Linked DNA regions of Mus musculus: all the other regions are linked to region 1. The links are chromatin contacts, called in public Hi-C, HiChIP or PLAC-seq and promoter capture Hi-C maps. All regions are on one chromosome and are shown on one strand. Each heading gives the region's core, a stretch centred on a gene start, on an enhancer-like site or on the middle of the called end of the contact. The rest is flanking DNA. Distances are from core to core; before and after follow the strand shown.

What was found. Promoter capture Hi-C pulls out the DNA fragments that hold promoters and counts their contacts. Hi-C and Micro-C count contacts between places; a contact is called where the count stands out from the background. HiChIP or PLAC-seq counts read pairs in DNA pulled down with a chosen protein or histone mark.
Region 2: an H3K27ac HiChIP or PLAC-seq map of embryonic stem cells shows a contact between it and region 1, with 10 read pairs. The contact joins the enhancer-like site here to the promoter of Tet2 in region 1. A contact is called at or near these places in 9 of 39 promoter capture datasets (the 3T3-L1 cell line, the HPC-7 cell line, embryonic stem cells and 4 more), 7 of 484 Hi-C or Micro-C datasets (the G1E-ER4 cell line, LSK cells, the N1E-115 cell line and 4 more), 6 of 115 datasets of contacts at active chromatin or transcription factors (embryonic limb bud and embryonic stem cells) and 4 of 9 other capture datasets (adipose tissue, embryonic stem cells, liver and 1 more).
Region 3: a contact with region 1 is called in a promoter capture Hi-C map of liver. The contact joins the enhancer-like site here to the promoter of Tet2 in region 1. A contact is called at or near these places in 5 of 39 promoter capture datasets (the C10 cell line, hippocampal neurons, liver and 1 more), 1 of 484 Hi-C or Micro-C datasets (nephron progenitors), 2 of 115 datasets of contacts at active chromatin or transcription factors (bone marrow-derived macrophages and kidney) and 2 of 9 other capture datasets (adipose tissue and pancreatic islet).
Region 4: a BATF HiChIP or PLAC-seq map of CD8 T cells shows a contact between it and region 1, with 6 read pairs. The contact joins the enhancer-like site here to the promoter of Tet2 in region 1. A contact is called at or near these places in 2 of 39 promoter capture datasets (liver and stem cell-derived epiblast-like cells), 4 of 115 datasets of contacts at active chromatin or transcription factors (CD8 T cells, embryonic stem cells and memory CD8 T cells) and 2 of 9 other capture datasets (liver and pancreatic islet).
Region 5: a Hi-C map of Th1 cells shows a contact between it and region 1, with 1.8 times the contacts expected there. The contact joins the enhancer-like site here to the promoter of Tet2 in region 1. A contact is called at or near these places in 1 of 15 datasets of contacts at CTCF or cohesin (CD8 T cells), 8 of 484 Hi-C or Micro-C datasets (CD8 T cells, the G1E-ER4 cell line, Th1 cells and 3 more), 4 of 115 datasets of contacts at active chromatin or transcription factors (CD8 T cells, embryonic stem cells and memory CD8 T cells) and 1 of 9 other capture datasets (adipose tissue).

Annotation. Positions count from the first base shown.
Region 1 is chr3:133,541,824-133,548,044 of GRCm38.p6, reverse strand. Tet2 (tet methylcytosine dioxygenase 2) reads left to right here and starts at 3,655. Exons shown (of 11, transcript NM_001040400.2): 1 at 3,655-3,845.
Region 2 is chr3:133,356,126-133,362,346 of GRCm38.p6, reverse strand. The region is part of intron 7 of Ppa2 (pyrophosphatase (inorganic) 2); the gene reads right to left. Among named protein-coding and RNA genes, the nearest start is that of Ppa2, 49 kb to the right of the region's middle. Within about 2 kb of position 4,571, at least 12 of the 459 cell types and tissues checked have an H3K27ac peak or open chromatin away from gene starts, as enhancers often do. A contact at or near this core is called in embryonic limb bud and embryonic stem cells, where this site is marked.
Region 3 is chr3:133,719,994-133,726,214 of GRCm38.p6, reverse strand. No RefSeq gene overlaps it. Among named protein-coding and RNA genes, the nearest start is that of Gm40153, 60 kb to the right of the region's middle. Within about 2 kb of position 3,459, at least 5 of the 459 cell types and tissues checked have an H3K27ac peak or open chromatin away from gene starts, as enhancers often do. A contact at or near this core is called in kidney and liver, where this site is marked.
Region 4 is chr3:133,385,944-133,392,164 of GRCm38.p6, reverse strand. No RefSeq gene overlaps it. Among named protein-coding and RNA genes, the nearest start is that of Ppa2, 79 kb to the right of the region's middle. Within about 2 kb of position 2,729, at least 7 of the 459 cell types and tissues checked have an H3K27ac peak or open chromatin away from gene starts, as enhancers often do. A contact at or near this core is called in CD8 T cells, where this site is marked.
Region 5 is chr3:133,408,122-133,414,342 of GRCm38.p6, reverse strand. No RefSeq gene overlaps it. Among named protein-coding and RNA genes, the nearest start is that of Ppa2, 100 kb to the right of the region's middle. Within about 2 kb of position 2,977, at least 15 of the 459 cell types and tissues checked have an H3K27ac peak or open chromatin away from gene starts, as enhancers often do. A contact at or near this core is called in CD8 T cells, Th1 cells and memory CD8 T cells, where this site is marked.

The sequences.
Region 1 (6,221 bases), core at 2,406-4,905:
TAACCTCGCTCCGGTCGGTGCCCCACTCACTCCAGCCAAATGATTTATTTAGTATTATAAGTACACTGTTGCTGTCTTCAAACACACCAGAAGAGGGCGTCAGATCTCATTATGGGTAGTTGTGAGCCACCATGTGGTTGCTGGGATTTGAACTCAGGACCTTCGGAAGAGCAGTCAGTGCTCTTCTTACCCGATGTGCCATCTCCCCATCCCTACACACCTTATTTATAAAATAATATTTCTTATTTGTGTATGTGTGTGCATGTGTGTATCACAGCAAAATTGTAGTGGCCATATGACAACTTAGTAAATCAGTTCTCTCATTCCATCTCCACGAGGGCTCTGGAAATCAAAGCCCGGTTGCTCTACTCAGTGGCAAGCACCTTTTACATGCCTTCTAACACCTGCTGGCCAGCTTTCCAAAAGCTTCCAGAGTTTAGCCTTGAAGAGAAGTCAAGATGAAGGTCAGCACATGTGGGTCATAGTATCTGCTGCCCTTCGTTCTGGGCCAGGCTGTGGTAGGATGGGAATCCTATTACTTCCTACCCCTGGGTTAGTCCTGAGTGTGCTCTGACTCTCAATGCATCAGACATTAAATGCCGAATAGCCAGGGCAAGACTCCTGAACTATGATGAGAATTTCAGTTTCTAAATGGGGATTTTGTTTAAGACAGGGTCTCGTGTATCCCAGACTGGCCTAGAATCCAGTGTAGCCACGTGAGTATGACCATGGGCAGGTCATCCTTCCGTCCCAAGCTCCTGGATCACAGGCCTGTCACCATGGCTTGAGCTTCTCTGAGCAGAAAAGGCAGACAGAACACAGGACCAAACAACAGGCTTGCCTAGATAATCCTCGGAGGATTCCAAAGCTGGCTTCTAGGGGCACTGTAGACACTGGTGAGGCTTCAGAGGCTGCCCCTGCTAAACTTTAACTCTGACAATGACTCTGGTTTTGAGGAAGTCCTCAACAGGAATAGTATGGCTATTTTAGCTCTGGTCACTAGCTGGCAGTTTTGGATTTCCACAGGAACTCAACAGACTCTTGGCAGTGCTTGGTAAACAAATAGAAACGAGCCTGGAGAGATGGCTCCGAGGTTAAGAAAGAGCACTTGTTCTTGCAGAGGACCTAGTCTTAGTTCCCAGCACCCACACAGCAGCTCAAAATCATCTGTAACTGACTCCCACTCCTTGACCTCCTGGGCACCAGGCCAACACACAGTACACAGATATACACACCAGCAAAACACTCATACAAATAAACTAATTAATTAATAATCATAATTTTTTTAAAAGGCCAGACAAAGCAGGTGAACAAGGCAAGCTGATTTCTATTGAGTCTGTATTGGCTAGTTTTGTGTCAACTTAACACAGGCTGGAGTTATCACAGAGAAAGGAGTTTCAGTTGAGGAAATGCCTCCATGAGATCCAGCTGTAAGGCATTTTCTCAATTAGTGATCAAACAGGGAGGTCCCCTTGTGGGTGGTGCCATCTCTGGGCTGGTAGTCTTGGTTCTATAAGAGAGCAGGTTGAGCAAGCCAGGGGAAGCAAGCCAGTAAAGAACATCCCTCCATGGCCTCTGCATCAGCTCCTGCTTCCTGGCCTGCTTGAGTTTCAGTCCTGACTTCCTTTAGTGATGAACAGCAATGTGGAAGTGTGAGTTGAATAAACCCTTTCCTCCCCAACTTGCTTCTTGGTCATGATGTTTGTGCAGGAATAGAAACCCTGACTAAGACAGAGTCTAAGCCAACTGGTCTACATAGTTTCAGATGAACCAGTGCCACACAGTGAGACCCAGCCTCAAAAAGAAAAAAAAAATAATTTAAAAATAAGGTGCTGTAGAGCCCAGGTAAATATTTTGATTACTGATTTGTGAGATCACACCTTGGTAACTGTTTCTAAATGGAAGAAACATTGTTTCCTTAGAACTTACTTTAGGCAATCTTCTCTGCAACAATGTAACACAGAGTAACAATGTGCCACATAGAGGTCCTGGCCTTTCCTGTGTGAGTACATACATCTATGAGATTTTACAAAGAGGAAGTGTTTACATTTCATGAAATTAAGGGAAAATGTTATGGCTATTTGCTTCTTCTTCTTCCTTCCTTCCTTCCTTCCTTCCTTCCTTCCTTCCTTCCTTCTTCTTCCTCCTCCTCCTCCTTCTTTTCTCTCTCTCTCCTTTCTTTTCCTTCCTTTCTTCTTGAAACAATCTAACTACAATACCCAGCTAAATTCAAACTGTCAGACATCCTACTGCCTCAGACTTCTAAATGCTGTGATTGCAGGTCTGCTCTTTCTTTTCAAAATTTATGTGGTGTGTGTGTGTGTGTGTGTGTGTGTGTGTGTGAGAGAGAGAGAGAGAGAGAGAGAGAGAGAGAGAGAGTTAGAGAGAGAGTTAGTTGGTTCCAGGCCTCATTTCTAAAGAACACCCACCCACACACACACACAAAGAAAGGGTGCATTACAGACAATATAATAGTGTTAAAGTAGACTTAAGGTTGCTGTGAACGCAACCGATCCCACAGAAGAGGTTCCCAGATTACCTATTAAAACGTAACATTCAGTGACTGAAAACTTGAAGACAGGAGGAGGGTGGGTGGATGTGTGAGCACAAATTTCCTAAACTACTGTCTCATGATTCCTATGAATTTGCCTCGATCTCATCTTCAAAAGTTAATAATTACCAAAAGGAACATTTAAAATGTAAGTTTAAAAAACGGAAGTGCCAGCAGAAGAGCTGGTGCGCACAAGCCTTGAACTTCAGGGAAAACTGAGCGCTCTCTGCTTGTTCGGAATTCAGCTTCCCACAAGGCGGTTTCTTCATTACTTTACCGTACGGAGTGGAAATTTGTGCAAAATAGAGGAACTTACGGGGGCGCCTTGAACATTAGAAACTGCTGGCTTAATTCTTTCGAGTGACAAGCAGGGGCTCGGTGACACCGCTCCTCTGGGCTCTGCGAGACAGCACCCCCTGCGCGGCCCACGTGGCCAAAGTAAACAGAAGGTGGGCCTGGGCGGGGAGAGCCCCGGCGCCGCCGGATTGCTGCAGAGTGGAGACTTTAGCGCCCAGGCCCCTCTAGCTCTCCCGGCACGGCCTTTGGGGAAATGGGGAGCGGCTTGGCTGGGCGACAGGGAAGGGGGTGGCAGGGTGTGGGGGCGAGTGGGGAGACGACTGGTGAGGTGCTGGCAGCGGGAGCGCGGGGAGCCAGGGGCCCCTGGAGCGCGCAGGAGGGCGCAGAGTTTCCAAGTGCCTACGCGGCCCCCGCGGGAGACAGAGGCGCGGAGGCCGCCCACGCGTGGGTGTGCGGCCGGCGGCACCCGGGGCTCAGGAAAGGCCGGGGAGGAGCCGAGCAGAGGAGGTCCCCTAGCCCCCCGCGAGGGAGTGAGCGCGCAGCCGGGACTCGCCGCGCCCCCGCGAGGGAGCGAGCGCACGGCCCCGGGTCCCGCCGCGTCCCCGCGAGGGAGCGAACGCACGGCCCCGGGTCCCGCCGCGCCTCCGCGAGGGAGCGAGCACACGGCCCCGGGTCCCGCCGCGTCCCCGCGAGGGAGCGAGCGCACGGCCCCGGGTCCCGCCGCGCCTCCGCGAGGGAGCGAGCGCACGGCCCGCTCCCGCGCTCGCGCCCGCTCCGCTCGCATGCCAGTCACGTCCGCCCCCTCGGCGGCCGCCTGAGAGCCGGCCCCGCCGAGCCTAGAGAACAGACGTCAAACTGCCTTATGAATATTGATGCGGAGGCGAGGCTGCTTTCGTAGAGGAGCAGAAGGAAGCAAGATGGCTGCCCTGTAGGATTTGTTAGAAAGGAGACCCGGCTGCGACGGCGGTGGACTGCGAGGCTGAGGGACCAGAACCAGGTCAGAGCGCTGAGGTCCGCGCCTGTCTCTCTCTCTCTCTCTTTCTTTCCTCGCTCTTGACGGCTGCGGAATGGTCCCTTTCCAATCTCCCTCTCTTTCTCTCGGCCTTGCGGGGACTGTCATGTCACCCACAAATACTAAGAGGGAAGAGGGAAGCCTCACAAATTACAGGAGCTTCTTCAACATGGCTGACAAATATAGTTTTAATTCAGCACCCCCTTCTCCTGCGACCTGCACTTCTGTGGTCCCTTCTTCCTGCTAATGCGTGTCTCCCCTCTGTACCCAGAAAACTTACCTTTGTACCTCCCACCAGCCGCTCTTCTGGCCTTTTAGTCTCAGGAAAGTGAGTGTTTTCTTGGGGCTGCCTTCCTGAAAGAGTTCATCTTTGGGGACCACCACTTTCTCTTTTGATCCTCCTCTCCCCTGTTCTTAGTATAAGTCCAGGGAGCCCCTAGTTCATCCTCAGACACCCCGGAAAGAACACTGACCCGGTGTGTTTGACTCTTTTATCTCCAGTAGTGCTTGTTTGGGTCCTGTTCTGGGTTTGTGTCTCTGGCTTCCAACACGTTTGTCCCCTCGTGGACTACACTAGACAGATGTCACAGTGTGTAGATTCAGGATCCACTACGTGGAGGGCTTTTTTTTTTTTTTCCATTCTTTCTTTTTTTCTCTTGAGTCCTCGCGTTTTGTTATTGGCGCTAAGTGAGAGGGGAAAGAATAGTTTCTCTGCTCCCTGAAACAAGACCAGAACCCACTTTTCTCAAGGTTCACAAGCTCAGAGTGGGCTGTGCCTTCCAGTTTGGGAAATGTGTGTAAGAGAATCTGTGCAAATCTGTGTGTTGGCTTTGTGCTGCCCCCGAATCAGCTCGTTCTGTTCCCCTTAAGTGACAGGCACACACAAAGGCAGGCGCAGGCCGGGGGAGGGGGCGGGCGAAGCGTTTGGAGTTGGAGAAGGCAAGGTCAGGGGCGCCCGAAGAAATGAAACCCAATCCCAGAGAAGATCTCTAACAAGTCCCATCCCAAATTTCCTTCACTCTGGCACTCACTCTTTTATTTGGTCGTTCACAAACACCCCTCCTCACTCTTCACTCAGAGCTTGACTCTCTTCCCTAGACCTGCTTGCTAACTGTTAGAAAGCTTATAGGGTTTCTTCTATGGAGAGTTTTCTACGTTTGGCGAAACCAAGTGAGGCCTGGCCAGACTCTTGAGAAGGTCCTGTTAAAAGACATGATACTTGCTTGTTAATGGCTTAATTGATAGATTTTGTTTGCTTTGAGCAATTTTTGGAATAGAATTAGGTTTGTTTGTTTGTTTGTTTTGTTGTTTTTCCCAAGTTGTTTGCTTAAAATTTAGCAAAATGTTGTGGTGTTTGTCTATCTGGGGAGCAGAATAAATCTGTAGATTTAAAAATCACAAGTCACATACTGTACTTTGCTCTAATTAGGATTATAATGCTAAAATTCATACTCAGAATTCATCAGCAAAGAACCATCATAAGGATAAGATTACATGTACGGGAAGTTGGGATTCACAGAGAAAATATATTGGTTTGGTTTAAGACTGTGGGTATTGTAGCCTAGCTAATGAAATCATTACATTTGCATTTTAATGGAAAGTTGAAATACTGAAGAGGAGTTGCATTCTTCTCCATGTCTGTATGTGTGTTTTATAATGTGTTTTGAGTACAATATAAATTACAACATAATAAATATTATTTTTAAAAATTTTATTAAGCAGAACAGTGTTTGTGAAAGATTGGGGCTTAAACTTAAGATCAGTATGGGTTGATCTGATTACAGGGTAGAGGGAAAGGCATGTCACTGCATAAATCAAGTTTCCAAACCCTTAGGAGTTCACTTTACAAGTCTTTCTGATTTGGTTCTCAGAAATGAGAACTGTGGCTAAGTTTGCTTAAGGCTGGGTACTAGGGACTCATTCACATGACCAGAGGGTAAAACATTACTCATCCCTGAACAGAGCAGTTCATTGGCTCTGACTTGCCCTGAAGTGGTAGAGGAAACAGAGCTTTTTTTCCCCCCTCCCATAAATGTCTATTGTTGGTTGAGAAAACTGTGGTCAACTATTCCAGCAATCTAGAATTAAAAATAAGTAATTTGTTTCACTAGTAGACCAGTGTGTCATGACTTCTTTGTGGGGAACTTTTCAGATTCATGATATGCCCTCAAACTACACAAAAGTGTTTTCCATTCCAATCAATAAGAATGCTTAAGTTGGCTTATTTTTTATGTTATCATAGAGGCCTACTCTTTCTTGCAGTGAAGTTTGATTCTTATTGCTTGGTGCATTTTAGTTTTGTGCTGAAAACAGCTGTAATATTACTTTAAGGGTCTCAGGGAAATTTTGTACATCATTGAA
Region 2 (6,221 bases), core at 3,322-5,821, 190 kb after region 1:
GAAACACTTAATGGAATGTTCAATCCCCTTAGTCAGTAGGGAAATACACATCAGAATCACACCATCCATCCCACACCCGTCAGAATGGCCAAGATACAGAACAAGCACACAGAGGAAGGGAAAACACTCCCACTGCCACTATGGAAATCAGTGGTGGGTCCTCAGGACGCTGGCACTTGATCTTCAAGAGCCAGCTATACTACTCTTGGGCATCCACACAAAGGACTCTACTTCCTAACACAGTTCAGTGTTCACTGCCGGTGTTTTCATAAGAGCCTGAAACTGGAAATAGACTATATATCTGTCAATGGATGAATGGATAAAGAAAATGTGGTATATTTACACAATGGAATATTGCTCAGCTGTTTAAAAAATATCATGAAATTTGCAGGTAAATGGATGGACTAGGGGGGAAAAAATCATCCTGAGTGACGTAACCCAGACCCAAAAGACATATATGGTATGTAGTCACTTACACATAGACGCTAGCTATTAAGTTTTCACTAAGCAAGTTACAATCCACAGAACCACAGTGGTTAATTATGTAGCGAGTGAGGGGCTGGGTGGGAGGGAGGGATCCCCCTAGGAAGGGGAACTAAGATAGACAGAGTCAAATATTAAAGGGGGAAGAAGAAAAAGGCCACAGTTTTAAGTAATGATCTGAAACAGAGAAAAGAAAAAAGAGTTACCCAAGTGTTTTCTTTTTTCCTTTTTCTCTTTGAGATCAGGTATTTCTAGTTAGCCCTAGCTGTTCTGAAACTCACAATGTAAAACAAGCTGCTCTCAAACTTGCACACATGGTGCCACCTGAGTGCTGAGATTAAAGGTGTGTGCCAACATGCCTATAACATTTTGGAACAGTAATGATTATCAGTCTGAGGGAAAAAAAACATTTTATTATTTTTTTTTTCCCAAGACAAGGTTTCCTCTGTAGCCCAGCTATCCTGGAATTAGCTCTATAGACCAGGTTGGCCTCAAACTCACAGAAATCTGCCTGCCTCTGTGACTCAAGTGCAGGGATTAAAGGTCACCAGGGTCCTGCAACAACAATCCTTTCAAAACACAAATGGCTACTGACTTATTAGAAACAGCAGAGAGAAAGGGACAGAGAGATAGAGATAGGGAAGAGGGGAGGAAGAGATGTGTTTATGGAACTTAAAAAACAAAACTTTTAGTTCAAAATACTATATCCAGTGAAACTATAGTTCCAAAATAAAAGAAAGTGCAATTTCAGATACATGAAGATGAAGACAGTGTGCACCACAGCCCTGGGCTATGAGAAGCCCTGGCATATTTACACGGAAGGGAAATGAGGTCAAGATGGGGACTTGGACCTGGGGAATCTTCTGGAAGGGAGCAAGTAAGTGGCTACGGAAATGAAAACTGTGTGAATATAAAACAATCCTTACATGGGTGCATGTGTGTGGAGTCTACGAAATTTTAACAGGCATTTTATTATTTTAAAAACCACGTAACATGCTCTTTCATACACTGGTGGAAAGGCACTGGTACAGTCTAATAGCCGCCTACAATGCTACGCTTATAATTACATCTGATTTAATGACCCTATTCCCGAGTATTTCCTTATAGAAAGTGAAAACATATTCCCATCAAAACTTCAATACTCATATCATCTCCAAACTGGGAATCTGAATGTCCACTCTGCAATGAAAGTACAGTGTACTGTCGCACACCACAGGGCTCCTACAGTGATGAAGGGGAACACACTACTGTCGCACACCACAGGGCTCCTACAGTGGTGGAAGGGAACACACTCCTCACTCCTCTGCTCAACATACAACTCTCCAGAACATGTATGAGAACAAAAAGTCATATTCTAAAGGCCATATTTCACATCACAAGACACCTGGATAGCGCTCTGATCCTGAGCCGCTCTGATGCACATTCCAGAGAAGGCTATCAGTCAGAAAGGAGAACAATATTTACTCCAGGGTTAGGATAGGAAGACAGGACTCATTGGCTATACACAGACAAGAGGGAGTTTGTGGATGACAGAAGCCTTTGGTATCAGGACAAACATATACAGTTGTCAGAACTCCTTAAACTCTGTATTTAAAGTGCACTAAAGTGACTGCATGTACAGCTATGGAGGGCTAGGGAAGTAGCTCAGCTAGAAGTGTCCGTTCGTCACCTAGTATGGACAAGCCCTGAGTTTGAGTCTTATGAACTGGGTGTGGTACTGCACATCCATGATCCCAGCATTTGGGAGGGGAAAGCCAGAGGATCAGAAGTTCAAGGTCATCTGCGGCTACAGAGCAAGCCTGAGGTTACCTGGGGCGCATGGGACCTGTCTCAAGTCATCAGACAAAGTAAATGAAAGGCCTACCCTTCAGGGGATTCACAGTTTACACAGGTGGACAGACAGAAACAAACTACAAACACGTGAGATCAAATGTTTAACAGAATGCTGTATGTGGGGAAAGGATTACATTTGTCTTAGAGAATCAAAGTCGCTTGGAGGAGAGATGACATTTAGACTGGCTCTTGAAAGCTAAAGCACATTTGAGTGATAGAGATATATCTGCAAAGCCACCAATGTACAGAAGAGCCTGGCGTACGTAGGAGGTGGGGGTGCCAGGTGACAGGGAGCCCGGTTTACAGAGTAAATGTCAGGAAACAGTGGAAAGTAGTAGATGACTTTTACCGAGAGAGAGAATCCAGATGTCTTTGTAATGAATGAGTGTGGGGAGGTTTTCTACCCTCCTTTAAAGCAATATTTCTCTAAAATGTTTGGTAAACAATGAAGAAGATAAATTTTAGTTTCAGGATGCTGAGACCAGAGAAATGTTTAATACCGCTCCAACGGAAAAGAAAGATATGGGCGTTTAAGGGAATGCAAAGGCAAGAATAGATCCAAGATACCTCTGAGATTAAAATGAGAAAATCGTCAATAGAATATATGTTGGCAACTTAGCAACGACATGTAGCGAACTATGATTAAAACAGCACAAATATAAAAAATAAAGTGTATTCTCCTGACACTAAAGAACTATAATCATTTAAAATATCAAAACTGAGTGTTTTTCTCCTGTTGAAATAAATGAAAATATATCTGTTTTGAAGATGTTTTCAGATTTCACTCAAAATGTTCATTTTTGAAACACATATAAATTAAGACATTTAATGCATACACTGTGGTGGACAGTGCATAGAGTTCAGCACAAAATGTTACTCCCAATATTATTATTATTTTTTTTTTCTTCGAGACAGGGTTTCTCTGTGTAGCCCTGGCTGTCCTGAAACTCACTCTGTAGACCAGGCTGGCCTCAAACTCAGAAATCCGCCTGCCTCTGCTTCCCAAGTGCTGGGATTAAAGGCGTGGGCCACCACTGCCCGGGCTTATCCCCTCATTCTTACCACCTAGGAGCCACCCATACTTACGCAGAGTATAGAAGGGAAACCCTGCGGCTTTTATCTGGATTATTCACGACAAACCTTAACACAAGGAAAGGAAGGCATATATCCCACTGAGGAATTTTTATATTTAGATAAAACCTGGTAATAAGTGTAAAGCTATCCCTCTTTGCTTCTATTATGTAAAAGAAAGGCTGTTGGGGATAACCACACTATGACGCAGAGCCAGCCAGTCCCTAGCACCCCCTGCACCTTCTGCAGCACAAGGAGGGTCCTACTCAGGCTATGACTTTCCATAGCTGTCCCTGCTTGCTCAGGACCTCGGAAGACTCTCATGTCTCCAGGTTGTCTAGGCTCTGTCTCATGCGCATGCGCCTGGGCGCACCGCCATCCCTGCATTCATTTTGTTCTCCACGCTCCTCCCTGCCCCACAAACTCTGCTCTTACCAACTCGGGCCTACATTAAACAATATACTTACCACATGGAAATGGAAATCAAGACAATATTCTGTAAGTCTCTGTATACATCTAAATATATTAGAAAGCAATCTCAATAGGAGTAAATAGATTATTTTTCTAAAATATAGATATTCATTACTAGTAGTTAATAAGAAACTCTGAATGGTCACCCACCCCTAATTAAAACTATACCCTGGCCTTGTATAAAGAAATGTAGGTACTTTTCTAATGTAATTTTATTTGAAGCATATTGCAAAAAGTTGCTACAAGGACAGACAGGCATGGTGCCAAAACTGCCTCTGAACCTCCAGTGCTAATCCTAAAGTGTGCTGTGTTCCCAAGGCATCTGTCTCATGGTCCCATGGTTGGATCTGTAATTCTAAATGTGTGCAGGTGTGAAACTACCTCAGCAAATACCATCAATGTAACTGCTATACTGCTAATAATTATGGAAACAAACTTTCCTTTAGCAATGCACTGAAGATTGCAGTTTGCTTACAGAGGAAGTCAGGTGAAAGGTATTGCTAGGAAAGGAACTTAGAAGCCTCTGTCAGGGGTCAAGGATAAGAGGGCGGCAGGCAACCTACAACTCAACTGTAGAATGGCTCTAGGGTTTTGGGGGTTGTGTGACTTTCCCAAGGAAATGAGAACCTTTTAGAACTCATACCTCCCCCATGTTACACAGCATAGGAATGTGACTACAGCCCTAAAGCCTACAGGGGTCAAGGTTCAAAAAAGAAGCAAGAGACTTCCAGTAATTAGTTCCTAATGATATATACCACACCCTCTCCGCACACAGCCAAGCCTCTAAACCATTAATGAAATCAAAGGACAGACATCAAAAGAGCTCCCTCTCTCTAGCAGACTTCTAATTACCACCAGTTCACCACTGCCTCGGGGGAAATGGTCTCCACTCTCCCAAAAGTTACAGGAACACTTGACTAACTTGATACTTTAGAAGAGCAAGGAGTGAAGGTCCTGGTCTGGAACCCGACTGGATTTGAATGGCTGAAGCTTTATTTAGTTACGTTACTGTTGCTCTCCCCTCACCTAGCATCTTAGAAAAGGCGGCAGGGGTGGGGGGAGCACATCTTGATTGAAGTTGTGTAATGATAAATCGATAACTCTAGAGGCATCTGGCACTGTTCCTAGACACAAGGCAATGTGCTGAATACACTAGAGCTCTAGGAATACAAGAGTGATGCGCTGTCTGTCCCTCCTGAGCCCACGAAAGCGCACCACTAACAGTCTGCCTCTGGCTACAGCAGTCAGCAGAGACATTCTGCCTCAGGCCTGCCATTGAATCCTCTCCCTCCCACCTCCATCCCTCCCTCCCTCCCCACCTCCATCCTTCCCTCCCTCTCCACCTCCATCCTTCCCTCCCTCCCCACCTCCATCCCTCCCTCCCTCCATCCTTCCCTCCCTCCCCACCTCCCTCCCTCCCTCCCTCCCCACCTCCATCCCTCCCTCCCTACATCTATCACCCCTTCCTTTACTTTATTTTCCAATGACAATATTAAATTATACTCTGGGAAGAAGAAAATCAAGCACATGACAATTTAATTATCTTTTAAAATGGTAGGGACACTAGACATGTTTACACATACGAAGTGAAATTATAGCCAAACCGACACACTTTCTACATGTTATTTCCTGTCCTGGAAAACAATAAAAAGAACATATGAAGTCTATTTGATGTTTAAATGTTCATAATTGAACCTTCAAATTCTACATTTGAAACACTTAAAAACTCTGGTAACTTCAGTTTCTGCTCCAAACTTTGTCTCTGTATCTTCCTCCCATGGGTACTTTGACACGCCCCCCCCCCCCCCCCCCTTCTAAGGAACAAAGTATCCACACTGTGGTGTTCCTTCTTCTTGAGCTCCATGTGGTCTGTGAATTGTAAAGTTTGGAGCAGAAACTGAAGGAAATGTTATCCAGTGACTGTCTCACCTGGGGATCCATCCCATATACAGCTACCAAATCCAGACATTATTGTGGATGCCAACAAGTGCTTGCTGACAGGAGCCTGATATAGCTGTCTCCTGAGAGACTCTGCCAGTGCCTGACAAACAGAGAAGTGGAGGCTCACAGTCATCCATTGGACTGAGCACAGGGTCCCCAATGGAGGAGTTAGAGAATGGACCCAAGGAGCTAAAGGGGTTTGCAGCCCCATGGGAAAAACAACAATATTAACTAACCAGTACCCCCAGAGCTCCCAGGGGCTAAACCACCCACCAAAGAGTACACAAGGAGGGACTCAAGGCTTCAACCGCATTTGTAGCAGAGGATGGCCTTGTGGGACATCAATGAGAGGAGAGGCCCTTGGTCCTGTGAAGGCTCAATGTCCCACTATAGGGGAATGCCAGGGCCAGGAAGCAGGAGTG
Region 3 (6,221 bases), core at 2,210-4,709, 180 kb before region 1:
CATTTTCTCAGGAAAAGAAAAAAAGCAAAAGACAATTTAACAGTGAACTTGTATTGATAGTCAAGAAATACGGGTGTGAGAGTGAGGGCTAAAGAGGTGGCTCAGTAGTTAAGAACACTTATTGCTCTTGCAGACACCCTGGGTTTGGTTCCCAGAGTTCACATGAGATCTCATAACTATCAATAACTCGAGCTCTAGGGGAGCCAATGCTTTCTCTGGGTCTCTGTGAACACCAGCCATGCATGTAGTGTACATACATGATGCAGGCAAGCACACACTCACATTAAACTAACAAACAAGCAGACAGAAAAAATATAATAAAAAGCAGTACAAGATATTTGGCTTTTTTTTTTAACCATGAAAAGATCAATATGTTTTAATTAGTGCTGTGTTTACTCAAAGAAGTAAGCTAAGCTGCAGAAGAGCTCTGTCAAAAATCAACATCCTGGGCTCATAGTTCAAGAAAAAGCTTCTAAAATTGCGTTGACCCACAGGTAGCCTTGGTGCTTTGCAAAAGACACAAAAAACACACTGTGGACTTTTTTGCTTTATTTTGCTTTGTTTGGCTTTTTTTTTTTTTAAATCGGTCTGTTGCTTGTGTGTTTTGTTTTGTGTTTTTGTGTTTTGGGAGGGTATTTTGTTTGGTGTTTGGTTTTGTATTAAAATTCTTTCAAAACAAAAAAGACAACAAACAACAACTCAAACTCAGCTAAAAAAAATATTGGGGGGTGGGCTATGAGGAAGGATGGACTAACAAAGCCTTTAGAGACCTCTGTATTCAGACTGGTACCTCTTTCAGATCTCTAACCCCAGTTATTTGTGCTGGTTGCCCCACAAGTCCTCCAGACCTTAAACTTCATATGGAAAGTGCATCTGAGGCCAGGCCTGAGCTTCCTTCCATTGTAGCCTTTTCCCTCAATCTCAGCTACCATGGTTCAGAAGAGGTGAGGCAGTGACTCAGAGACTGGCTTCTTCACACTACTTTGGTGATACATCTCAAAGTATATGGTTTAAGGAACCTTTCTACTACTAAGAAAACATCTATGCTGTATTCATAAAACCAGCCTTAACACCAAGTCATGATCCTGAAATACACACAACTCTTATTTTATTAATGTCAAACAAATAATATAATTATGTCACTTCCTCTTTCCAAACCTTCCCATAAACTGATCCTTACTCTCTTTCAAATTCATGATCTCTCTTCTCATTAATTGCTGCAAAACAAACATATAAGTGACATTATGTGGACTAATCATGTTGTATTTATGCACTTAGGAATGTGTGTGTGTGTGTGTGTGTGTGTGTGTGTGTGTGTGCATAAACTGTTTCTTTTAATGTCTACCTTATGATATCAAAGAACTATTCCAAATTTACCAGACTCAGGCTTCTCAGAATTTCCCTATGTCCAAAGTTTGCTTCTCACACAGAGCTATGCACCGTCACCCTAATTGAACTTAACTTTGGTGTTAAAGCCACAAAATTATGAAACTTCAAATAATTTGCAGACTAGGTATCTTGTCAAGGTTGTGACTCCCTTAAGCTGGTCTACCTTCTAATGCTTTCTGGTGAACTACATCTTTGTGTCCTTTGCTCCTCTTTCAAATGAAAGAGGTGACTTCTGCCAGAAGTATATAATGTGGGAACTATAAGATATCAGAACATGAAGGAAATATCAGTGGTTTCAATGTATTGATGAGACAACTAAGGGCCATGGTTAGCACAGCTCTGTGATGCTATACAGCTCCCGGATCTTAGTTCACTGCACATCCCTAGTTAGAAATGTCCACTGTGATGGCAACAAGCCAAACCAAAGTGCCATTTAATTTCTGACTGACCAGTGACAGAAAATGGTAGATATCTGCACTGCCAAGTGAAAGATGAAGAGCCTATAACTACATTGGGCACATAACTCTTAATGGAGATAATTTTATTAATGTATTTCAATTACTTTTTCCGAAAACTTACCATATGCCTTTATGATATTAAGATAATAATAACATTGAAAATACCAACCCCTCTCTTTAGATAGAAGGCAAGTGTCGAGAACTGGGGGAAAGCATCAGCCAGATGAAAATCACATTGAGCTGTATTAGTAGAGAGACAAGGTTAATTAACAAAGCATGTTTCAACAATAAATAACAATAAAAGAAATGGTCTGCTGCCTTGTGGCATAAGACATCCCACCCATAACTCAAAGCACTAAGAATTAAAATTCAATCCATTGAATTGTTGGTATAGAAGTTAAAAGTTACAAAATACTTAAAAAGAGGTCACTATATAATGGTCATAATTTTTAAAATGGTATCCCTTTCTATGCAAATAATTGAAGCAAGTAAGCACCACATTTCTTAGGCATTCATTCGATGTCTCTGCTGAATAATAATGCTGAGACTCCCACACAGTGTAACGCTTCAGGAAGACTTCACTCCACAGACCGTGGTTTATTATATTCACAGAAAATACTGGCGTGGATGAAGTGCTGACCTCCCTAAGAATTGCATAGTGAGGGCACCCCAACTTTTAGGGCTCTAGTATAACTGATCATTTATATTCACAAAACTCACATGTTGAAATACTAAAACTACATTACTAATACCATTATGGTATTAGGAGAGATCTTTGAAGAGCAATTAGGTCAAAGGAGTAAAGAGTTTGTGAATGTAGCTCCCTCATTACAGGGTCTATAAGGCTGGGGCTTATAGCTTAATGGTAGGCCATTCATGTACAAGCCCCTAGTCTCAGGCTCAAGAAACAGAAAACAAACATGTAAGTGAAATTTCAAACTGACAACTAGCACCTTTTACCAAGTGAGACTCAGATCCAAGATACAGACTTTCATGGGCTACTAAGCCTGCCAGCACACTGCTTTCTAGCCTGCAGAACAGGATGAAATGAATTTCTCTTGTTTAGAATCTTCTGTTTATAGTATTATTATGTGGCATTCCAAGTGGAGTTTAACAAGCTCCAGCTTTAGAATGAACCAATAAATGAGTTCTTAATACGCAGTGAGCCACTGCAGAACAGCACAGGTCAATACCCAAGGATAGGTCCCAAATGAAGCCAGCTCTGAAATGAACTCCCATCTACACCAGACGCAAGAGGAAACAAGGCTAACCCATTGTTCACCCCTGTAAACACCAGAGCATGGACAAAGCTGTCTCCTCATAACTGCCTCTGGTCTCCCCCATCCTCCTCCAAGGAGCTCCCCTAATGATTCTCTTTTTCTCATTTTCTAAAAATTTCTATCAAAGTAAAATGAGTGGAGGTGGGGGGTTCTTTCTATCTAATGCCCAACAATAAGCATATTCTCTAATTATTGCTGATGAATTAATTACTTATTGAGTACACTCTCTTGACTGATCTGATGAATTAAAAGGCAATAAAGCCCTTTGGACTGTGGTTAATTATAACCCAGATCTGGTATTAGGTAGAGCTTGGTATAACTCCTGGACCTATCACTTATTAAATGTGTAACCCTAGCTATTGGTTAACCTTTGTGTGGTGAAACTGTAGCATGGTAGAATAGCTAAGTTGGAAATAAGCTTCCACGAATTCTTTCAACTTGGGCTTGCTTGGGCAAAGAGAAATGGCCTTGCAGGGCAGCACTTCAATGAGTAAATTTCATGGTCTGAACCTGAAAGAGGCAGGTCTATACTCCTATAGATCATGCCCATTCCCAGCTTACTGACTCACATCATGGAGTATGGCAGCATTCAGATCTCCAAGTTATCAAGGTCCTCCCTCAACACCCCAAATATAGGTGAGGTGGCCATGCACCTAGTGAAGTGACAATCCCTGAAGCTGGAGGAAGATAGAACTATGAACTGTCCTTATGATCTCTGTTGTGTTCTCAGGGCACCAAGTCTATCCTTTAGAATCCCTCTTCCATAGCTGTCTTTTCTTTCTGACTACCTTCTCTGCTTAGAACAGAATCAACATCAGATACTGAAAAGCTGCTTTCTGTTAGGAACTCACTTGAACAAAGTTTGTGATTCTGTGCCATTCTGTGATTCTCCTTCTCTGATCTAATGTAGATCAATCTTATCATCTAAAATATTTATAAGGAAACAGTAACATTATTTTCTCAAAGTTCTGATGGTAAAATGAGTTAACATATTTGGATTATTTATTTGATGCCTGGTACATACTTTTTCAATAGATAATTTATATTAAAATGTTCTTCTTTAGCTAGGCATGGCAATACACACCTTTAATCCAGCACTTGGAGGTGGAGGAAGGCAGAATTTGGTGAGTTTGAGACCAAGCTATTGCTAGGGGTGGCCTGTGCTGCCACCTGAGGCCATGATGGTGTCCAAGGTCCTGGCTTCCTCCAAGGGCCTTGTCTGGGCCTGAGGTCTTACTGCAGCCAGGGCCAGTGTTTCAGGTTTACACTTTTGCCAGAAGCCATGGGTAAGTCTGTGATCTGTCTGCTCCCACTGACTGTAACGAGCAAGGACGCTGCTTTTGCAATGATATCAATGATTGCAGACACCCAGTTGAGAAAGAGGGACATGGAAGGATTATGTGACAACCCCTTCTCCTTTAAGAAGAAACAGTCCGAACAGGAAGCCATCAAGAGAACTCTTTAAAATTTCAATAAGGGTGCTGATGTGTAGTTCCTCACAATTGATGGTTTTTGTTAAAGATGTGGGTAGGGAAGGACTCAGTTTTTGTTAAGGGTCAGGGCACTGAAAGTTCAACCATGCTCCAGTGAATATACAGATAACAAAAATTGGATTTCTTTTCTATTTTTTTTAATTTTAATTCTATTTTTTATTTGGAGGGTCACAAGAGTAATGGGTTAAAATGTAAGAACTAGGAAAAGGGTGTGATCATGGTACACAATGTGAAAGTCCCAAAAATTATTAGGCTTTGATAGTTTCTATCTGGACAGTATCCCAATATCACTAATGTTAGATAACCATCAAAATTACACCTTAAGAACAGAATAAACAATAAAGTCTATTAATCTGTTCATGCCTCAAACAGACAAATTTCCTGTTGTTAAAGGAAGGATATGCCTTCTCAGTAAAACACAATGATAGGCCTTGACACCACATACTTAAAACCCCAGAACTTGAGAGGCTGAGGCAATAGGATTATACATTCAAAGTTACTCTGGGCTATAGTTTAAGGACAGCCTGGAGTATGTAAATATACCCTATTATCCAAAAGACATCAAAATACCAATGTCTTATACAATTAGATTGACTGAACATATAACATTGCAACTAAGTGCTATCTATTGAACATGAATACTTAAATGGAATACAGTAATGCTTGATGGAGTCTATAGAATAGTGATGTGCCATACACCCCTAAAAATTACAGACTATAGCCAATTCACTTGGTTTCCCTCCAAAATTTGGCAGCTAGACCCCATTGTTGAAGACATTGCATACTTGAGTAGTAGAAACAAGAAAATCAAGCTGGCACTGACCTGACCTGGAAGCTTCATCCCTATTGGCTATATTTCATTGTGCTGGAAGTTGCTATGCATGGCCTCAGAAGAAAAAGTAATGGTCAGTTATACCCAGCTGTGAACCCTGTGAACTACAGTGATTACTGGCCTGGCAAGACATGGCAACTGGTGGCATAATGCCACTAACATCATGGGAGCAACCAACAACCCTATGGTTAGATTTATGTCCCACTCCTCAAAACAAAACCCATACCTGGCACCATTATTGAGTGAAAAACCAATGGCTAGAAAGAACAGAGGCTCTAACAGGGAAACTACTGTTATTACTCTACTAAAGGGACATAGTATTAAACTGACTCCTGATGACTTATAATTTTACACATAGATCAGTGCAGCTCTCAACCCTCATTAGAGAATCTTCCTTTGTAGTAGATGGTGGCTAAAAGAAATCCCACAACCAGATAAAGTACAAGGAAGAAGAGAACTTCAGAATGTTCAGTCTAAAGGGAACAGAGCACACACACACACTCTCTCTCAAGATTCAGAGATTATTGTATAAAACTGAATGGGAACTCACCACAGTTGTGACATTAGGCATAAAAACTATGCAAGCCCAAGCCAGACCAAATCCCAGTGTGGAAAGTATAGTTTGACACATAGTCCCAAGCCTAGCTGTAGGAACATTGGCAATTGTTAGCTGCTAACCAGGGAGAGAAACGGTTTGCTTTGAGAATAAGCCCTGGTAAGTAAACCATGCTCCAATGGAATGCTCCACATTCCAGAATATTTGTGGAGT
Region 4 (6,221 bases), core at 1,480-3,979, 150 kb after region 1:
ATTTGGGTATATGAAGACCAAACTCCTCTCTGATGTCAGACACTTTTTCATCACTAAAACACACATCTTCCATTCATACTTCCTAGCCCCTGAGACCAATAATCTCATCAATAACAATGAAAGAGGAAAGCATTTTTAAGAAATTGGTCAGTAACCGTGTGTCTTTTACACACTCAAATGATGTGTGTAGTCATTGTACCAGGTAGCTTTTCAAATTACCATCTGGTTATTAACGCATGGTCAGGAAATGAGCATAAATGAGACCACAGATGAGAATCCTTCTGTAAAGGATGGGAGTCACAGAAACACCAGCTTCTGGAACCCTTCTTTCATCTTTTAGTCACTTGAATCTGGAAGCTTTTTTTTTTTCTTCTCATAAATATCACATGATTGCCAGTTCTGGGACTGTCATTCTCCAACAGGTGCAGAAAAATATTGATTTGAAGGATGAAGCGGTTGAAGATATATGGCCTTTGTCCATCAGTCATGTCATGCCATGGATTTTAGCTGTGATCTATGTGGACACTGTTCTGGAGTCTTTGCACATATCAGGCAGGTGTTAGCCGGGATGCTTTCTGTACACCCTCTCATTGACTCTTATCTCAGGTCAGTTCAGTTATGGGAACTCTCATCACCCTTCCTTTATCCTACTTGCATCTTTACAATCACCTCAGCCAGGAGTAGAGTATCACATGATCAAAGCCTGACCCACTATCTTAGTCAGGGTTTGTATTCCTGCACAAAACATCGTGACCAAGAAGCAAGTTGGGGAGGAAAGTGTTGATTCAGCTTATACTTCCACATTGCTGCTCATCACCAAAGGAAGTCAGGACAGGAACTCAAGCAGGATAGGAACTTGAAGGCAGGAGCTAATGCAGAGCCCATGGAGGGGTGCTACTTACTGGCTTGCTTCTCCTGGCTTGCTCAGCTTGCTTTCTTATAGTCTTTCCCAAGACCACCAGCCCAGGGATGGCACCACCCACAATGGGCCCTCCCCACCTTGATCACTGATTGAAAAATGTCTTACAGCTGGATCTCATGGAGGCATTTCCTCAAGGAAGCTTCTTTCTGTGTAATAACTCCAGCTGTGTCAAGTTGACACACAAAACCAGCCAGTACACCCACTAAATCTGAGTTCTGTAGACCAGTGATAGACACAGGTAAGCTATGGCAATCAAATTTCAACTTGTTGGGATTTGTACTTAGTTGTAGATAAAATATTAGAGCCGGGCTGGCGAGATGGCTCAGTGGTTAAGAGCGCCGACTGCTCTTCCGAAGATCCCGAGTTCAAATCCCAGCAACCACATGGTGGCTCACAACCATCTGTAACGAAATCTGATGCCCTCTTCTGGAGTGTCTGAAAACAGCTACAGTGTACTTACATATAATAAATAAATTTAAAAATATATTAGAGCCAACAAATACCCTAAGGGAGAAACCATGTGGACTCTACTTGCAAGCTTCTGCAGAGAATGAAATTATTCAACATCCAAAGATAACTTGGCTGTGGTGCAAACTGACTTGGAATTGCCATTTCTTTGTAGTTCCTGGACTCACTTGCTTCTGAGGTCCACCACGGTTCCTGTCCTTTTGGGTTTCTATGACATTCTACACCCTTACAGTGAGTTTTCCTTTCTTCTTAAATTACCTGGGTCACCCTAAAGGAAACTACTTAATACCTTCAATGCAATACAATAGTCTCCAAGAAACGTTCTTATTTTCACTTTATTGACAAGGAAATAGAAAATCTATACAAGCATGTAAATAAGGCAAATTAAAATCCATGTCTATATGACTGATAGTTTGTGCTTCTCAACTACAAGAATGGCTTAGAGCCAAACTTTCCACGCATGCAGCAGTCTGGGAAAGCCATACTAAACTCAGTACAGCACACTGCAAACTGTGATTTTTCCAACATTATTACTATCTTGTTAGAACTTAGATTGGTAACACTCTCTTACTGGTGACAGGCATCAAGCGTTTTTATTTTCAGTCTGAGACCTGAACCTTCCTGCTCTCTGGCCGACTCGGCATCTTTTCAAAAACCCCAAGTCTAATGGCTTCTGCAGACCTTACTCATTTCTAGCTTGTTAGACTCATCTCTTCCCAAGGACAAATTCAGAGCTTTCTGAGCCATTCTCTATGCATGATTTACCATCCCCGGACCATCTATATTGTTCATCTCGATGGACCGTTTCCCAGCAGAAACTGACCGGACTTTTCTCTTCCTAACCCAGAGCAAGCCCAGAGTAGCACGTGGGACTCCCCAGTTGCTCAATTTGAGCAGTCAGCATTTAGCCTTCCTTTACTGAGGAAGCAAGCTGTCTAAAGGGATCCAGTTGTCATATCTAAGCGCCCCTGGCTTTACATTGGGATGTGACACCTTTCCACTGTATTCCACCGTGTAGCTACTTGACCTACGTGTATCTCTACCTGGGCCACTCTGACTCCATGGTCATGTGCACAGCTTAGGTTAAGATGCTTGTAATCCCAGCAGAGACCTATCTCTCTTTATGTAAACCACACTAATTTTGGTAATTGGTTATATATTTATAACAATATATTATTGACAATAACTTGTAAAACAACAACAACAACAACAACAAAACAAACAAAACCACATCTGAATGCCTACCATTTTGACAAGCCACCTGCCCTGTTGTTTGTGGTCCTTTGTGCTGTGTGTACACTCTTTTACCTGGGTTACTCATGACAGGAAGCACAGCTTTCTGTACTGCCAATTCTTTTCATTATAATTCATGTGGCCAAGTCTAGGTTTCATGGTAACCTTTGATGTCTCCATTGACTTCTGATTCTGATAACCATCTTCTGGAGAAAAGGCCAACAAGCGTTGGCCTCTTGCAAACTCAAGAGTGGTGGTTCCCAAAACAGAACCAGCTGTGGGGACCTAACATGTATCCATTGCTTTCTTGATAGAAATTCAGACCAAAAGATGAGGGGGAACCTTCTTCATGAATAGCATCCAGAAGCCACAGAAAGCTCCGTTGAGAATCACTGATGTGCCTTTGCATGCTGGAGACAGTCCAGGCCATAGATGGACAGGCAGCACATGTTGAAACAAGTGGTATCTTTGGCTGCTCAGAGTTCTATGTCTTCATCTTTTCAACAAATGGGTCTGCAGAAGGATCTAGGTACTACTTTCTCTTGTCTTGAGACTCAGGAGAAATCCACGTCTTTCTGGCCCCGCCCATCTTGTGGTTCTCTCAGATGGTTGGTCTTTGGTGCTCCTGGACCCAGGCATTTATCTCAACGGCAATCTAAGCCCTGAGAAATGTAAATCTGGGGAACCAGAAACCTACTATTTATTCTTAAAATACTTATACATACTTTTTGACACAAATGTTTGTTTTCTTACAAAATACAAGTGTATTTTCTTATAAAAGTCAAGTACAAGTACACAGACCTTCAGAATAAGACAAGCGGAAGGTTTTGGGTGGGGATGGTATGTGGGGGTGGGTGGGTAAGGGATAAGAGGCACCCAGGGCCTCATCTTCTCCCTTTAGCCTTTCTAAATCAAGTTGTAGTGCATAAAAAGCCATGCAGTATTCTACATTACCTCTGACTTCTCTAAAGTCACAATGAATCCACTCACCTCTTTAGAATATGTCTCGCTGGGGCGGTGGTGGCGCACGCCTTTAATCCCAGCACTTGGGAGGCAGAGACAGGTGGATTTCTGAGTTCGAGGCCAGCCTGGTCTACAAAGTGAGTTCCAGGACAGCCAAGACTATACAGAGAAACCCTGTCTCGAAAAACCAAAAAAAAAAAAAAAAAAAAAAAAGAATATGTCTCAATTCTCAAAAAAAGCCCTTTTTTGATGGACCATCCTCTGGGCTTCCTTCATCCTAAGCTGGGCCCTTTTCCTGTGGGAAGTCCTTCTGGAACAGCGTGAAGGACCCATTTGCTTGCTCTTTTCTTTCTTCCTTTTTTTTTTTTTAAGATTTATTTTTTTTATTTTATGTATGTGAGTACACTGTAGCTGTACAGATAGTTGTGAGCCTTCATGTGGTTGTTGGGAATTGAATTTTTAGAACCTCTGTTCGCTCTGGTCAACCCTGCTCCCTCCAGTCGTCCCTGCTTGCTCTGGCCCAGAGATTTGTTTATTATTATACACAAATACACTGTAGCTGTCTTCAGATGCACCAGAAGAGGGTGTCAGATCTCATCACGGGTGGTTCAACACAACGAGGTTGCTGGGATTTGAACTCAGGACCTTTGGAAGAGCAGTCAGTGTTCTTACACACTGAGCCATCTCGCCAGCTCCCCTCTGCTTTTTCTAATGATCACATGATTTGTTGCTCAGCTGTGTGGCTGAGATCCAGTGTCAACTGGCCACAGGATGCCACACTCAGCTGTTTCCGGACCGTGTCCTAAGCTGAAGACTAAGGGAATGTTTCAGTTTGTCGCCTTGCCATGAACAGATTAGAGCATTAAGAACCATAACTACCATAGGTTTAATAGAATCATCACCTTTACCCAGCAGGTACTGACCGAGTATGGGCAGAGGTAACAAGTGTGGCAGCCTTCACTAGGAGGGAAGACTGTACGCCAGGCTTCAATGAAGCAGTACGGATTGCAGTATAATTAGTCCATTGAGGATGGACTAGACAGTTAACCCCTCCCCCTCCAATCACTAAAGTCTCCTGAACTCAGTCTCCTTGACCGAGCTGGGCAGCTCTCTCTTTGCCCCTCCCGACTCCTGCTTGAGAGTCACTGACACCAGATCCTCCCGTGTCTGCCTGTTCTCGTCACAGATGCCACTTCTCCTCCACAGGACAGTCCCACTAGCCAAGCACCTACAGGCCCTGTGTGTGACTTCTTGGTATTTCTTGGGACTTTGTTTTTCTGTATGTTTCTTTTTTCTTTGAATTAATCTTCTTGAGTTTCCCTTTTGTTTCCTTGGTACTGAGAGGGGTCAGACACTGAGCAGGGCTGTGACCATATAAGGGAAGCTCTTTACCACCGAGTCACACCTTGAGCCCTTAATTCTAAGTATGATAACCTACCAAAGGCTAGCCTCTCGAAGCACAAGTGACTTCCCCCCAAGATCTCTCCCCACCCCAGCCATCCATTACCATGAGCCCCTCAGTTCCATATGGGCAGGGCATCAGGAGCTCCGAATCTTGATGCTGGAATTTTTACTCATCTTGCATAGATCTTGTGCCAGTAACCCACAGCTGCTATGAGTTCATGTGGGTAACAGCCATTGTCATGTCCAGAGGACAGCCTTTTACAACACCTCCCTATGCTCTGGCTTTTACACTCCTATCCCCAAGGAATACCACCTTAGGCCATCCAGATATGCATGCACACATATAAGTTATCAAGCATGATCATGAGAGTCTGATGGTCCTTCTAGGGAGGTGAAAAAGATGAGAGTCAAATGGCATTTGACTCTCCTTTCTCCTTTCTCCAAAAAGCAGTAGTCTAATGTGAAAACTCATTTTAAAGTCAAATACTTTGCCTGTTTATTAGTACCAGTAAATTCCTTGCTAGGTTTACGTCAATAATTCAACCGAAGGCCAACTCCAAACACCTGTATGCTCTCAGTGATAAATTGTAAAAGGCATTCATGGAATGGCCAAGTGGTCAGCGGGAATGAATCTGCCATAGAGTTAACCTCAGTTCCAGCTCCCACATCCCTGTTTTCTCTGGAACTCTCTCACTTTAAATTTTTCATTCAACGTAGTCTAGGAAGAAAGTACTAAGGAATGACAAGCTAATCTGTTGTATACCATGGGGAAATAGCCACACAAACAGATGCTAAAATACTGACTTTTTTTTTTAATGTTCCTCCTTTTGCTTAAAGTAACAACACACTTTAAGGTCACTGCATCTCTGGGTCAACACCCACCTTCATTGTTCCATGTAAGTATTAGGAAAAAGAGAGACATAGATGTGCATACGTCAATTTCCTCTTCCAACATAGGGTCCTGGGAGCGAAGGCAAGCAGTCCTCAGCTGAGTGAAGGGCCTGTTACCAGACTAAGACAAACCAAACCAAACTAAACCAAACCAAACCCAACCCAACCCAACCCAACCCAACCCAACCCAACCCAACCCAACCCAGTGTATTCTCTTTGTCACAAGTTACTGAACCAATCATAACTAGTATCTTCTCCATGAAAATGTTAAGGCATACATAATACCGTTGGATTTACATTCAATCTCTAAACTCATAATCACAATTGCAGGACATACTAC
Region 5 (6,221 bases), core at 1,728-4,227, 130 kb after region 1:
ACGGGGCTTTTAACTTTCTTCACTATGAGGCCCTGCTCCTCTTACTTGTTCCTTCTGTGTGTACACACCCCAGCCCTGCCATCTCTCAGCACATATGTCTTCAGCGTTATCAGCATCCCTCATCGCCAGTGATGTGCAGAAACCAGACTGAGATTGAAGGCCTGAGAATGAAGCCCAGCTCTGCTCCATCAGGATGCAAATTTACCCTCCATTTTTTTTTGTTTGTTTGATTTGGCTTGGTTTCTGGTTTTTGTTTTGTTACTGTTGTTATTTTATTTTTTTAAATCTGGATACAGATGAAGAATTCAAATAGATGATTTCCAAGAACCTCCCAACTCTTTAACTTTATAATATTCCTCCCAAATGGAAAAGTCTTTCAAGAGTTATTGTCCCATTCCTCTGTCTCATATTTGCATTCATAGTACAAATAATAGGTACTCAGCAGGCATTTATTAAATTGGGACTACTATTGCCTCCTGCACAAATATCAGTAACGTTACATTGTTACCCATTAGTGAAATGGAGACTGGATTCTTCTTGATCCCAGGTGGCAGGAGACAGGCAACAGTGAAAGACCATACCCTATAGAAGGGGTCTAATGAACATGTCCATACTACTTGTGGGGGTCTGAGGATCACAAGACATTCTCATGTCAGAGGTCTGGGTCCTTAGAAAGTAGGAGAACCTGAAGGAGATGGGGGAGATTAGGAGTGGATTTCTCTCTATGAATCTTCACGTCATCAAGAATATTTTTTCGTGGTGGCGCACGCCTTTAATCCTAGCACTTGGGAGGCAGAGGCAGGCAGATTTCTGAGTTCGAGGCCAGCCTGGTCTACAGAGTGAGTTCCAGGACAGCCAGGGCTACACAGAGAAACCCTGTCTCGAAAAACCTAAAAAAAAAAAAAAAAAAAAAAAAGAATATTTTTTATTTATTAGGTATTTTCTTCATTTACATTTCCAACGCTATTCCAAAAGTTCCCCATATCCTCCCTCCTCCACTCCCCTACCCACCCACTCCCACTTCTTGGCCCTGGTGTTCCCCTGTACTGAGGCATATAAAGTTTGCAAGACCAAGGGTCCTCTCTTCCCAATGATGTCCGACTAGGCCATCTTCTGCTACATATGCACCTAGAGACACGAGCTCCGGGGGGTACTGGTTAGTTCATATTGTTGTTCCACCTATAGGGTTGCAGACCCCTTCAGCTCCTTGGGTGCTTTCTCTAGCTCCTCAATTGGGGGCCCTGTGTTCCATCCAATAGCTGACTGTGAGCATCTACTTATGTGTTTGCTAGGCCCCAGCATAGAGACAGCTATATCAGGGTCCTTTCAGCAAAATCTTGCTAGTGTATTCAATGGTGTCAGTGTTTGGAGGCTAATTATGGGATGGATCCCTGGGTATGGCAGTCTCTAGATGGTCCATCCTTTTGTCTCAGCTCCAAACTTTGTCTTCTATGGGTGTTTTGTTCCCAATTCTAAGAAGGGACAAAGTGTCCACACTTTGGTCTTCGTTCTTCTTGAGTTTCATGTGTCTAACAGAACTTTACATGGAAAAAAATGAGGACGATGTGAGCAGCTTATAATAGCTTGCTAAGACTGATGAATACAGGTGAGTGTAAGAAAATAATTTTTGGAAGTCTTTGTAATTCTGTGGAGCATCTGAGGGCACACCAACTGGCAAATAGAATTTGAACAAAATTTACCCGAAACTTCAAAAGCTCAGGATCCCCCTTACTGGCATTGATTGGTTATTTATTGGTTACCTATTTCTCTGTTGGTAGCCAGGACTCAGGTACATCCCTCATCTAATAAAAGATAAACACGATGAGTTATAAAGAGTTAATGTGTTAACGGTAAGATAAAAGGTTTTAAATTTTTTCCCTTTTTTTGTTTATCTCTAAGCCAACACCCAGTAAATTGGAAGTATTTCCTTTACAACAGATCGTAACATAGGTCTTGAGAGAGCTTCTCTCTACATGAAGGTAATTTGCCTTAATGAGTTCAGTACGGAAAGTATTTGCCTTTATACCTACACAAAGTACTAACTACTGTAAACGAGAAAATTAAAGATAAAAAAGTAACAGGACTGTCAGATCTCTAATTTATAAAAATCCAACACATCAATAGCATCTAAACCAAATGTGTCAATAAAAGTTTAAAAATAGCATTGTTTTGAGTCAGAGATGGAGCGGGTTAAGGTAATCAACCCACCTCGTAAACGAGCACTTTTGAACGTACTTAGCTAGTTCACTAAGATGGAACGAGCCCTGTAGCAATAGCGATGAGCTCCTCTTGTCCCAGGAGCCACTTTCCATAACATCTAAGCCCATCATCTCAGGATGTGCTCAACTTACCAGTAACATCATCAAGCGAGAACCCCACCCACACGGTGTAGGAAGTGGCAAGCCAGAAAGTTAAAGAGAAATGAGGCTGCACTCAGAGTAGCTTCAAAGGGTACCTCTTGCCTCCAAATAAACACTTTATAGGGTTTCCCACTGAATATAAAAGAAGCATATTTTGTCCTAGGAGATAAAGCAATATAGAAAAGATATGCTGATGTCCCTTCTTATGAGAACACAAAGTCCTACACAGAGGATCCCACCCTTACGATGTCATATAATGCCATCAACAAAAAGGTTCTTTTGCCAAACAGTACAGTTAGTGGCATTAGATGTTAACTCTTCAAATAACAAGTCCACAACACTTTCCTATTAAAGTCTAGTAGATATTTAAGCCCATTTATTATCCATGTGAGATTAGTCCCAGAATCTCAGTGACATTAAAATAGTCACATGCTCAAGTTCCTTATTTAATTGGATCTGTATACAGCCTATGCATACCTGTCCATATGCTTCATATCCCTGGAGTGCCTGAAACACCTAATACAGCGTGATTAGCAACAGGAACAGATGTGTAGCACCCCCACCTTGTTACTGTTACACCAGAGGAGGATGCAGCAACTGCTGCAGCTGCACCGGTCACTGTCACCTTATACAGAGCCACAAGACAGAGGCACAGCAGCTGTCTGATGCTCCCGTGCCACCTCAGGGGTGTAGCCACTGAGGCTGGCACCATCTGTAGCCAGTGGCACACAGAGTAGCCTTCTGTTCACAGTGCATGCCCAGCGGGTCATCTTTCCAAAGAAATTTGATGAACAGTAAATTAGCCCAATGAAATAAATGGATATAGTTTTACCAACAGAAATGACATCAATAAAAATGTATTTGTTCATCAGATGGCCCAGAGAATGACCCCAAAGAAGTACCTTCATGGTATAGGAGCTAGAAAAGGCTGAGGCTCGGTGTTCAGTGAAGGAGAAAGGGTGAGGTAACAACCCATATCACAGGCCCTAATGATTCCAGTTCACAGAAGTAACTACACAGTCAACTGTAGCCACTAGGAATGCCTCTTGCTCTTGAGGACCACTTACCAGGAGATGACCAGAATAGTGCAAGGAAGAAGAGGGTATTGGAGAGCTTCCTTGAGGCAAGGTACAACAAAGCCAGCCCTATTGTTTTTGGATTTTTTGAGACAGGGCCTTGTTATGTAATTCAGCCTGGCCTCTAATGCTCGATCCTCTTGCTCTACACTCCCAAAGCTATGATAGCAGATTGGCATGTGATACCACACCTGACTTCATGCATACCTGTCAAGTTCATGCAATACCAAGTCAAGGTTCCTACCCAATGGCATATGGGAACCCTCCCAGGGTTTTCAAACCTGCCTGTGCAGGGGGAAATGATGGCAGGCACCAAAAGTGAGGCAGAATTTGTGGGGCTACAGGATCACGATGCCATCAGTCCTCCTCACCAAAGAAGCCTAGAAAGAGTGATCATGAAAGGACACGGGAAGTCAAGATGAGACGCAAGGTCAGCAGTCACGTCAAAGCCAGTACCCATCATTGCAGCCTCATCTCACACACAGTTGCCTAGGGAAATCCAACCACAAGCGCCAAAGAGAAATGCAGATCCATAGGCTGAGAAAGCCACCGTCCCTAGGAGAGGCTGAGCAGGATGGGTCTTAGTAAAGGAAGCTACAGACTCTATGATCATCCACCTTAGTGATTGAGCAAGGAGGCAGTTCCAGCAATAAGAAATAAACAATGGTCCAGGGAACTGGCTCAATGAGCTGCCAAGTCTGACAAGTTCAATTCCTTGGACCCATGTGGTGGAAGGAGAGAGCCAGTAGTTGTTCCCTGGTCTCTACAAGCATTCAATGCCCTACCCCCAACACACATACACACACCTACACCCACACCCAAACAGACACACACACACACATGTTGAAATCTAAATTTAGCATGTATCTATACATGTTTTCAAGAATCGTCCCACACCTCTCACCTCTCATGGTTACAGCATGAGAGCATCTCTAAGCAACTTTCATTTTTATATTTCATTTGTATATGGTTCATTGTATTTTATAATGAGCTTCAGTCAATAGCTAGAAAAGCATGGAGCGTTAGGTACTTTTTCTGCTTTCTGCAAAATTACTTCATTCAAATTTAAGTTCCTATATAATGTTCTATATGATTAACAATATAGCATATATAAAGCAATTATTTATCCCTCACATTCATGCTATTTATAAACCATTCTTTTAATTAAAGGGGTCTTTTTTCCATACATTTTGATCATGTTTTTTCTGCGCCCCAGTTCCTCCGGTCCTCCTTACTGCTCTACACACTCAACTCTATGTTCCTTCTCCCTCTCTCTTTAAAACAAATAAAACACAAGAAACATATTAGAGATTATACTTTATAGTCATCCATTTAACTTAATTTTTGCTGAGCCTTTTCAGTTGATTAGTTACAAACAATAGCCATCTTTTGTGGGGCAAGTCAACCATGCCACCAGACAGAAGACCTGGTAAGGTTGAGTGAGCCCAAACCCAGTGAATCTCAGAATTGAGAATGGTGGGAGTAGGGCCATCTTCTTGCCTAACTGTATCTGGTATAGAACACATAAACATTGCATCCCACTGCGAGGCCCACAACAGTCAGTCACATAGGGAAAACACCTGAAGTCCTTCCCCACGCAAATAGAGCATCATTAGCATCTCAAAGTGAACCAATGGGAAGGATCTGTCCCTGGATCTTACCCTACCCCTTCAATGTTTATAGGGCCCCTATCCACATGGGATAAAGTATGTGAGTTATTGCCCCAAGATTTTGTCTGAGAGTGGCTGTTTTACTGAGTATAAACACTTGGTGAAGAGTTTTCTCTACTGAAGCATTCATTGCTTGATCTCAGACCCACCTGGCTGGTCAGGCTCATGCCACAGGCTACAGCCATGGTAGCAGATGAGACCTGGGACCCTTGCTTCCTTCTGAGCTTGAGCTGCCCAAACCTGGCTTCCCTTCTAAGAGCTGTTAACACTTGGCCTACTTCTGGTTGGACCAGAGACCCTCAGAACATACTCTTCCAGGTTCCTCAAAGGATGACAATCTTTTTAATTTTTAAATTTTTTTGAAGTGTATGTCTCACTACGTACACCTGATTTGCCTTGAATTCATAGAGTTCCACCTGATTTTGCCTCCAAGTGCCAATACTAAAGGAGAGTGCCTCTACATCTGGCTATGTCTTGCCTTTCATTTAGCTGCAGTTGGATAGGCAAGTATGAGAACTGAAAATTATGTGCTCAGGCAGCTGGATAATATTTTAATATAGTTTCTTTGCAGCATTTAAAATATAACAATACTGAAAATATCTCTTGTTTATTTAACATATAAATTGCATTTGAATTGGCTTTTTATGTCTACTCTGGTTTGGCATCTCTGACTTTGCAAATACCATGCCAAATAATGACCATGGTGATGCTATACTAGCTCAGATTTTACTCAATTACTTTATGGTATATAATTCTGTAAAGTAAGTAAACCCAGAAATGATTGTAAGGGCAGTCCTAGGAATGTATCTGGCTTATAGTATGAACTCAATGGGCGTCAACTGAATAAACAGTTATGATTTATTAACAAAGTTCATTAAACTTTGGCAAAATTACCTTGCTTTCATTGTACTATTCTGCCACACTGTGATGGATGTATAACTCAATAGGAAAAGATAACCACATATGAAGTAATATAGGAAGGTAATAGCAATTGGGTCTGGATTGAGCTGGGCATGTTGGCATGCATGGTCCTAACTACTCAAGAGGCTGAGGCAGTAGGGTCACTTCAGTCCAGAAGTTTAAAGCCAGCCTCGGTAATGCAGTAAAACCTGTCT